Linked DNA regions of Mus musculus: region 1 is linked to region 2. A link is a contact called in public Hi-C data. All regions are on one chromosome and are shown on one strand. The core of a region is the stretch at or near the end of the contact, and the rest is flanking DNA. Distances in the headings are between cores, read along the strand shown. Region 1 holds the start of Fxn (frataxin). Region 2 holds the start of Rfk (riboflavin kinase).

The links. A called contact is a pair of places that touch in the nucleus more often than the background predicts.
Region 1: a contact with region 2 is called in a Hi-C map of CD8 T cells, with 5 times the contacts expected there. A contact is called at or near these places in 2 of 484 Hi-C or Micro-C datasets (CD4 T cells and CD8 T cells).

Annotation. Positions count from the first base shown.
Region 1 is chr19:24,277,670-24,283,138 of GRCm38.p6, reverse strand. Fxn (frataxin) reads left to right here and starts at 2,549. Exons shown (of 5, transcript NM_008044.3): 1 at 2,549-2,732. The coding sequence starts at 2,574.
Region 2 is chr19:17,392,121-17,397,406 of GRCm38.p6, reverse strand. It overlaps Rfk (riboflavin kinase), which reads right to left and starts at 3,364. Exons shown (of 4, transcript NM_019437.3): 1 at 3,015-3,364; 2 at 2,058-2,209. The coding sequence starts at 3,096.

The DNA of each region.
Region 1 (5,469 bases), core at 1,300-3,799, 6.9 Mb before region 2:
CCCAGCAAATAAGCCCAACCTCCTCTCTTCTGGGCATCACACATTTCATAGTTAGCAATTATTATTTAAATTAGTGCTGTTTCTTACCTATTCTCAAAAACACTCATATCAGTTAACTGATTCACACACTTTATTAATCAGTAGGGGTTTTGGGGTTTTTTATTTTCTATTTTTTTATTTTTTTAGGTTTAGTTTAGTTTTTGGTTTTCTGAGACAGGGGTTCTCTGTGTAATTCTGACTGTTCTGGAACTCGATCTGTAGACCAGGCTGACCTCGAACTCACAGAGATCTGCCTACCTCTGCCTCCTGAGTGCTGGGATTAAAGGCATGCGCCGCCACCACCACCTGGCATGAGTCAATTCTATGTTAAGCTCACAGCAGTGTATCAGAGGCATGCCAGAGTTTGGATACTGAGTGCTACCAGTCTCCTGGGACACAAGGAGCTGTTCCCAGCTCCTCAGTAAACAGCGCTATGTCCTTGGCAGATGTTAGGGAGGAACACCTTGAACTTCTCTGATCTATAAGTAAATGAACAGGCTTACAGTCCCCCATCGTGGAAGTCATTGTTTTGGGAATATGTGCAACATCACTTCCGACCGGAATAGCTATCACTGGAACTTTCCATGCCTCTTCACCAGAACGTGCCCCTCCCTGGTACTGGCTTCTGTGGTTTGAATGCTTTTGTCAACTCCATGAATTCTTCTTGAGACCCTTAACACACACACACACACACACACACACACACACACACACACACACCAGTATTGGAAGATGTTGCCTTTGGATGGGTCTGGGTCATGAGGGCTCAACCCTTGCTATACACAGGGCTTGTTGGAGGCCTTTCTGTTGTGTGAGGAACAGCATTCTTCTCTTCCTCTCCAGAGGATCCATTTCTGTTCTTTATAATCTAACCAGCCTCAGGCAGTACATTACAGCAGCACAGAATGGACCATGATGCTGACCGGTAGCGTAGCCCTCACTGTTTTGCAGACTATTGGCTTCCATGGATGGGCACATGATCCCAGAGAGCCAGTTAGAGCTGTGATATTGAAACTAAGAAAAACTCCTTTTCTAAGACAGAGGGTGTAAGAGCCCTCGGACCAGAAATCAGGAAGCCAGGGTTCTAACTCCCCTTCAATCAGGGGGGAGTCACTTAATATGTCAGGGCTTCCAATTCCATATCTGAAAATTAGCTACAGGTCAGAGAGGGAGAAGGAGAGGAAGGAAGGAGAGAGAGAAAGAGAGAGGGGGAGGGTTGCATTAGCAGTCACTACAAACTTCCCCTTTCCTTTGTGGCTTTTTGTGGGAAATCAGAAGCAATAGTATCCCAAGTCAGGTGGTACATGGAGGATGTTCTTAAACGCTTTGCTGCTGACCGCTGCTGTCATTCAATCCTTCTTGAGACCCTGGAGGCAAAAGACTCCTCTGACACTGTCTCTTAACTCTTGAAGCTCAGAGTTCTCCAGTGTCATAATGGCAACCCGAGACAATGCACAGACTCCTTCTCACACTGACATAAAAGCCAGGAGAACTACCAGGAGTGTGAGGAACCTGTTGGGGCTGCTGGGGGGGAAAAAAAAAAAAACAGCTATGAGGAGAACCAATCACCAGTCCTGACTACTCCTCATCCAAGAAGCATTCGGGTACTTCAGCCGGGCACTTCCTTATTCCTACTGTTGTTTCAGAATCCCATACATGTATACAATGTGTTTTCGATCAAACTCACCTGCCACTCCCAACTCCTACCGAACCACCCCACCCCTCCTCCCAATTTTATGTTCCTTTTTAAATTTTTATTTATTTATGTGTTTATTTGTTTATTTACTTATTTATTTTGACTAGGTCTCACTATGTAGCTCCGGCTGTTCTGAAACTCACTATGTAGCTCAAGCTGGCCTCGAACTCCATATACCTGACTCTGCCTCTCGGGTGCTGGGATTAAAGGTGTACACTACCACCGCTCTGAATTTTTTTTTTTTTAAACCGACTCCACTTAGCCCTAACAGTGTATACAGTGTAGGACCATCCCCATGGAGCTAGGACAGCCAATCAGAGGCCATATCCCAGAAGAAAACTCACCCTCCCTCATCCTATAGCCATCAGCAACCAATAGTTCCTCGGCTGAGCCTGGGGCTACGGAAGCCCCTCCTCCATTCATGCTGCCTGGTACTTCTATTGCCTAAGAGATGCGGAATTTGAGATGATCGGGCAGTTGAAGCTAGCTGTTAGAACTAGTTTTGTTTTGTTTTTTAAGCAAAGCTATTTTGATCACCAGCGTATCTTCAGAATCACCCACTACCACTCTGTAAAATTGTTGTCAGCGAATAAACTTGCAGGGGTCAGTGTTTACACACTAGTGCTGCCCAAGGGATACGTTGCGAGTTTGGCGCAGAGCAGGTTCTGGGTTCTGGTTAAAGGTCTGCACAGGGCTGTAGTGCTGGACCTGCGCGCAGGAGCCCAGCCGCGGCGCTCGGGGGGGGGGGGGGGCGGGGGGGGGCGGGGGGGGGGCACGGCCACCAGGTGGCACCACCGAGTCCTCGCGCGGGGCGGAGCGGCCGCGGAGCTGGAGTAGCATGTGGGCGTTCGGAGGTCGCGCAGCCGTGGGCTTGCTGCCCCGGACGGCGTCCCGGGCCTCCGCCTGGGTCGGGAACCCGCGCTGGAGGGAACCGATCGTAACCTGCGGCCGCCGAGGCCTACATGTCACAGTCAACGCCGGCGCCACCCGCCACGCCGTGAGTACGCGCTTCGCCGGGCCGCACACCGGAGCGCAGGCCGCGCCCGCCCCTATGCCGGGGACGCGCAGCGCGCACGCGCCGAGTCGCTCTGGTTGCGCGCGCGTTTGGGTGCAGGGCGCGCGCGGTGTTTGCGCGGGCTTCGGACCTTGGCGGTGGGGATGGGAAAAGACGAGTTTCCGTAATTAACACAGGATGTATAGCGTGTGCAGCAGGGCGTGTTTATTATTGTGTGCACTCCGAAGTTGCCTTTTTCAGGGCGTGAGACTAATGGGGTTGTGGAGTTGCTCTGAGCAGGGCTTTTTGTTGCTTGTTTGCCTCACTCTGTATCCCTGGCTAGCCTAGGATTGGCTGAGTACCCCAAAGTGGCTTCAATCCTGTGATCCTCCTGCCTCCTCTCTGCTGGGATCACAGGTGTAGCAGCAGAGCCCTAGAGTCCAGCTTTTGGAAAATGAGGGGATCTTGGTTCCACGTTCTGACTGCGCGGCGCTGGAGAGCCCTGTGACCTTGGGGAGACCCTAACTGTCTGGGGGCAGGGCTTGGCTTTCTGTTCCGAGGAGATTAAAGGGTAACACCCATTTTGCGATTTTGGCGGGAGAATTAAACTGTATTCGCAAAGGCCTTAGCACTTCAGATAAGTCTCGGTTCTTAGTAGATGCAAAGAACAGAATCTGTTACTCCGTGGCTTGAAAAGACAGCAGTAGGGTGAAGGAAGGCTTTCCGGAGAGGGCCGTGATAGATGCCAAAGAACGGGTCTGGGGAGCATTCTAGGAAGGGGAGAGCTATGGACAAAGGTGGAGTAGGCTGTGGGATAATAATGTCTACAGGTTTAAACCCAGCTTAGGATTCTTGAGGTCCTGTCATTAAAATAAAAAACAATAATAAAAATAGGGCTAGCTTTGTAGCTCAGCAGTGACATGGTCACTTAGCGTTCAAGAGTTCTTGGGTTCTTTCTATAACACTGAAAAAGAAAGTTTAAAAACAAAACAAACAAAAGTGGACTGGTCAGAGAGAGAGACGGCTAGGGTTTGAAGGGCCGAACCTGTAACCCATGCTTCCTCAAACACTTTCTTGGATGTTTACTGCCCTGTTCTTCCCTTGCCTGGCGCCTGACAGCTGGGCTCCAGTTGCAGCTGTGCACTTTGGATTTCTGCATCTCTGAGAGCCTGAGCAACTTTGTCTTTGGCATCTCCGTTTCCTCGCCTGTACAATGCAAATACAGTCGGTCCATCTTTATGCTCAGAGTCTGTTCTCAGTGGCTCAATATCGTTTACGGTCCCCAGTTGTCTACCCTGATGCTCCTACAGTCACTTTGAAAGCGGCAGACTGGCCAAAAGCGCAAGGCTCATGGAAGGTGTCCCCTCCCGGCCGTTGTCCAACAAGGCTTGATTCCGCTGTCACGGAGTGAGCAGATATTCAGTCTCTTCAGCGAAATGCCTGTTTGCGTCGATGTACCTGTGGGAGACTTTGTCGTTTGAAAGTGGTCCCCAAGCCTAGAGCCACAGTAAACATAGTAAGATTGTGGAATGGCTTGCAAAGAAAATGTATGAAAGAAACACCTCACTCAGGTGGGCAGTGGTGGCACAGGCCTTTAATCCCAGTACTTGGGAGGCAGAGGCAGGCGGATTTCTGAGTTCGAGGCCAGCCTGGTCTACAGAGTGAGTTCCAGGACAGCCAGGGCTACACAGAGAAACCTTGTCTCGAGAAAAAAAAAAAAAAAAAAAAGAAAGAAAGAAAGAAAGAAAGAAAGAAAAAAAGAAACACCTCACTTCAGCATGAGTTATAAGTGTTCTTGCTTCAAGTTCAAAGCTGACAAACCAATAATATATAATAAATAAAGTGTCTTTAGACAGACATGCACAAACAGAATTATGCATACGCATTGGCCATTTGATAGTTATGACCCTGAGACTTATAGGGACCCAACCTGTGCCCCCTAGGAACAAGTAAGTGAGCACTGCAACTCTATAGGGCTACCCCCTCCAGCGGATGATGATGGAGTAGGGGATAGAGAGATGGCTCAGCATTTAAGAACACTTGCTATTCTTAGAGAGGATCTGGGTTTGATTCCTGGCACAAGGCAGCGCCCAACCTTCTATCACTCCAGTTCTTGGAGATCTGAGATCGGCTGCCCTCTTCTCCCTCCAAGGTCACCCACATACATGCTGTGTATATCCATATACTCAGGCACACACACACAAAATACAAGATAATTATTTTTTTTAAAAAAAAGATGATCACGATGAAGTTCTTCCCTCATAACTCCATGAGGGAGAAAAGGATTCTGTGAGTCCATTCAGCTAAAGACAGAGCAGTGCCAAGCAGAGAGAGACGACTCTCGAGCACATGGCAGCTGGTGCGGTGTAGCCATGGCCACTTGAGATACAGTCAGCATAGCTATCTTAGCCAATGGAGAGATGCTCGATCTGGTGCTACCTAACCATGACCACCTGAGTGAGATACAGCTACCACAGCTGTCTTAGTCAGTGTTCCATTGCTGTGAAGCGACACCATGATCAAACATTTAATAGGGGCTAGCTTTCAGTTCAGAAGTTTAATCCATTATCATTATGGTGGGAAAGCGTGGTATCAATGCAGGCAGACATAGCAGGAAATATGGTGGCACATAGGCAGACACAGTACTGGAGATCAGCTGAGAGGCTGCAGGCAGCAGAAAGAAAGTGAGACAGTGGGCCTGGCTTGAACCTCTGAGACCTCAAAGCCCACCCCCAGTGAC
Region 2 (5,286 bases), core at 2,115-4,614:
AGACTAAGCTATGGAAAGCCTTTCTCAAAAACAGGTGAGATGGCTTAGTGGTAAAGGTGGTTGGCCACCAATCTAGAAGACCTGAGTTTGATCACCAATTAGATTATTAAAAACACTTGCTATAAGAGAAAATTACCTGGGCTGTATTAAAATTAATAGGACAACACTATTTTGTTAGGGCAAAATATTCTTCACAGATGGTTGATATTGACATATAACAATATTAAAAATAAACAGCCTGCCCTGAACTGCACGAGCATCCTGATCGTGGGTAACTGTGTTTATCCTCTCAGAAGAATTCAAGGCGGCCCAGAAATGGGCTTGATAATAGTATTTCTGTTATCTGAGTAGCTTAAAGAGGAAATGAAACAACCTCTCCTCCCTTTTCCTTCCTCGCCCCACAGAAAAACAGATGAGTGTTCTCACAGCAACACAACCTTAGGGACTTGAAGTCCTTAGGAGTTCATGGGCATTACTATTTCAGCAGTTCTCAACCTGTGGCTCTTGACCCCCTTGGCAAACCTCTACCTCCAAAAATATTTACATTATGATTCATAGCCATAGCCAAATTACAGTTATGAAGTAGCAATGAAAATACCCTATGGTTGGGTGTCACCACGACATGAGCAACTGTATTAAAGGGCCACAGCATTAAGAAGGTTTCGAGCCACTGGTCTCTTACATCAGCATTTTAACTCAGTTTTCTGTGACACACTTCTCTTATTAACTCCTCAATGTTAAAAGTTTTTAGCACAGGCCTGTCACTCAGGAGGCAGAGGTTGGCTCATGAGTTCAAGGTCAGCTAAGTATGTAAGCTGTGGGGAAAAGTAGGGCAGGAGAAAAAAAAAAAAGACTATACCCTCCAGGTGATTTTAGATGGAAGGGTTAGGAGGCTAAGTAGAATGTGGCCCTGAATATGAAGCCTAGTTCCATTCCCAGCAACGCTAAAAAAAAAAAAAAGGAAGAATGAAACAACAAGAAAGAAAGAGTGAGCAGGAGAGAAGAGGGATGAGGTTAAAGCATACTACAGTAAGCAGTGTCTTAAGGCAATCAATGATGCAAAGAAATGCTTTTTTTAAAAGGGCCTCACTTTTGAGTCTGTTAGGTGGTCCATAAAGCTTAAATAGACCCTTAAACAGACAAAACCAACAGGGCGTGATGGCACATTTCATCCCAGCACTGGAGAGGTAGAGGCAGAGGCAAAGGCATGTGGCTAGATCTCTGGGAGTTCCAAGCCAGGTAAAATTACACAGTGAGACCAATAAAAATGACTGAATAAAACAGGTAATTTTGAAAGATGAGGGAAAAGGCCCACTTATAGGACACACTGAAAACAAAGAGCGACACAATGGCAATCCTTCCTTCTAGCAACTACTCTCTTGTGAGACAGGATCTCACAACACAATCCAGGCTCTATTCCTCTCCCTCCTACATTGGATGACAGGCGTGTTCAACGGTGTGGCTTTAAACCAAAATGGAGGGCTGAAGTGATAGCTCAGCAGCTAACAGCACACTAGGACCCAAGAGCTTGCTTCCCAGCACTGAAGCTGGACAGCCTGGGCTAACGCCAGCTCTTAGTGGATCCAACCTTCCTGGCCGCCATGGGCACCTGAGCTCATGTGCACACCCACAATTAAAAATTAAATATTTAATTTAAATGGCTCACGGCTATCAATCAAAACACAGAGAGATTAGCAGAAAACTATTACAAAACCTAATCCAACTATATGCTCCTTATGAGGAGACTCTTTATTCACAGAAACAGAATAAAAACATGGAGAAAACTATCCCATTGAAATAAAAGTAAATAAATGCTGGGGGCGGGGCAGGGATGAAGTGGAAGGAAGGAATGTCAGTTAGCATACAGCCCAGGCTACTTTTCTTCCTGTTATTTGTTTGTCTGTTTGAATTACGATCTCTCTAGTAGTCCTGGCTGTCCTGGAACTATATATACCAGTCTGGCCTTGAATATCAGAGATCCACCTGCCTCTATAACTGTGAAACCCTTAAGCTGAGGGGTTCTGTGTGCATTTAAAAGAGCAAGATGTGACTCTTACCATGGACTTTTTCACATTCTTATAGTACGGGTTCCATCCAATGCTCACCACCATTTTATGGACATCGCCGCTCCCAACGCTGGCCCAACCATAATAAATGCCAGTAGACACATCAGCTGGAAGATTGTCCACCACTTGTTCAGGAAAATTGGCTAAATAGAAGTAAACAGATATTCATTGCTACAAGATTCACATTAAACATTGATTAAAAACATATTAAAACGTTAACTTGAATCATTACACTCCCAGGATCTTTCTGTTTTCCAACCTTCCACATTCCGACTTGAATTTCTTCTCTTCAGACAGCACAGGTTACAAGTGAGGCACAAAGCAAGTGTATAAATCTCTTCCCTCCACCCCAAAAAGCCACACGAAAATGCCCAAGTGGAAACAAAGACACGAAATAAACACAGAGGTTTATCGTAAATTACCCATGTAGTCCTCCACTTGGGAGGCTACGAGAGATCCCCTGAGAGATCCCCAGAGCTCAGGGAGTAGGAGGAAGCCTTTGGAAACAGAGCGAGACCCTATCTGTTTGAATTAAAACAAGCAAAAGTCCCTGCTTTTTCCTAGTAACGCCCCTAAGTAGGCTGAGTCACTTTAAAAGATTCTTATTTTCAAAAAACACAACCCCAAATCCCCAATTCAAAGATTGACTTAATAGGTCAAGGCACAGCCCAAGGCATCAATTTTAAGAATGGACAATCAAGTCTTGATTACTAAAACTTACGTAGTCAGACCAAATAAACGTCGGCTCTCATAGAACTACCCGTGTTGTCATTGATCACTACACAGTAGCATCATTAGAATGGAACTTTCAACAGCTTGAGAGTTCGGCCAATCCAACCTGCGGTGCCTTCCCGGACGGGGCTGCGCAGCTCGTCGCTAGCGGCAGGAGCGCGGCTGCCGGGTCCCCTGCCCACGGCCTAGAGCTCCACGGCCCCGCGACGCGCTCACCTGTGGGGATGCCCAGTTGCTTGGAGCCGCGGCCGAAGCCACGCACCACCTGGCCGCGGCAGAAGAACGGCAGGCTCCTCATGACGCTGACCTCGGAGGACGCGGGCTGCTCCTCGCTCCGTGCCTGCGACGGAGCCGCCGTGAGTGCGGCGCCGGGGCCCGGACCAGCCGGGGGATCCCGCGGGAGCTGGGCCGGCGGAGCGAGACACCTGCCGCGACCAGTGCCTGCCCGCAGGATAGCACCCAGCCGTCAGATCCCAGCGGCCGCTCGGCCGGAACTACGACAACCGCGGCGAATGCACAGGTCTGCGGCCCAGGCGACCGGCCTGCTCGGCTTCCGTTGCTCTCCCGCCGTAGCCCCGCCCCCGCCGTTGCGGACCCGCCCAGAAGCCGCGCCCCGCTCGCCGACATCGTAGTGCGGACCGTCCTCACCTCCTGCGGCTGAGGCCCCGCCCTCGCCTCTGTGGCCCCGCCCTCACCCATAGCCCAGCCTCTAATTGTCGCCTTTTCAGCTTCTGAGTTTGGGCTTTGCTGAAATAAGCGTTGCTCACAAGATAACTTAAGTTGTTCTTTTCCTCCACAATTTTGAATAAAATTCTGCCCAATCTTTGCAATCACTTTCTTTTCCCTTACTCGTATGTAACTCTGAGAATGTTCAGCTGATCTTAAAAAATGTTTTCTCTATGTTGGGAACATTCTTGATAACGTTTCATTTCCTTGACTCTAGTATACTAACACAAAACAGGTATTTGTAACTGACTGTGAACAATCAGTTGAGAGAACTCACTGCCTTCAGACCAGCATAAAACAAATATGTGTTGAAAGAACAAAGCACACTACCAAGGTGCTAGGGAATTAACGGGAAGGAAACTGTAACCCCGGGCCCCATAGGACACTCGCCCAGTAAACACTCTAACAGAAGTCTTTAGAAAAGTTTAAATGACTGTGGCTGCAAGCTCACGCTAGCCCTAGATAAACTAGAATTTGAATGCAGACCCTGCTTCCTTGAGCAGCCAATATATGAGAACTACTTAAATGGGAGGATCTGTGCGAGGGGATACTGGGAGAAGGGAGCGCTGCTATTGGGACGTAAGGTGAATAAATACTTTTTTTTAAACAGAAAAAGAAAACTACTTAACAGGTTGCCTGGCAATATTAAAAGTGTGAGCCAGGCATGGTGGTGCATACTTATAATGCCAGGAGTCAGATGCAGAGACCACGGGCTACAGAGACCTAAGAAACTAAGAATGTAATCACTTACCTGCTTAGGGGGGGGCGGTTTCTTTTTTCTTTGTTTGTTGAAGGTGGTGGTAATTGGATACCGGCTCTATTCCAGACTGGCCTGGAGCTCACAACTCTGTCTCAGCCCTTCTGTGTACTGAGATTATAGGCATGCACTAACACAACTGGGTAAGAATGTTTTTAGTGCTGTCTTCCAGGTGTCTTTCATTCCAAATAGTTGATATGTTAGAATGGTAGTTTTCAGTTTCTTCATCACCAGTGACAAAGCACACAGGGAGGTGAGAACCAGATACATCATGCTGGGTTTTATACCACCAAGTCCACGCTCTAAGGGAGTGAGAGAACTGAGATAAAATGAGGAATAAAGATAGATGGTTTTGTATTTCTTTTGGTTTGGTTTTTCAAGACAGGGGTTCCCCGTACAGCGCTGGCTGTCCTGGAACTCACCCTATTGACCAGACCGGTCTTGAACTCAGAGATCTGCTTGCTTCTGCCTTCTAAATTAAATCTGGATTAGAGGTGAAGGTGTGCCCCACACCTGACCTAAAATAGATGATTTTTGAGAAATAAAATAGGAAGGGTGTGGATTCAAGACTAGCATGACCTACAAAGTAGGTTCCAGATCAGCCAACTCTGTCTCAAAAGAAAAAAAGAAAAAGAAAAAAAAAAAAGAAAAGAAAAAGGGAAAGAAGGAAGGAAAATAGATGCTAAGTACGTGTCATACTCTCTCATTTAATTTTGAAGCTTGGTTTTAGCTGTGTAGCCCTGGCTGATCTGAACTTGCTGTTTAGGAGAAAATGGCCTTGAACTCACAGAGATTCGCTTGCCTCAATCTCCCAAGTGCTAAGATTAATGTCAGGCCCCACCATGCCCAGCAAATTCCTTTTTCATGAAGCTATTCGTATGCATTCCTATAGATGCATACTTTGTACATTCAGGTAGCTATGGACAAGAAAATTCTGTTTCTTTTCCACTGCATCTTGGTAGCCTCCGAGGGCTCTCTTTTACTTAAAAATGAAGTTGCCTTTCC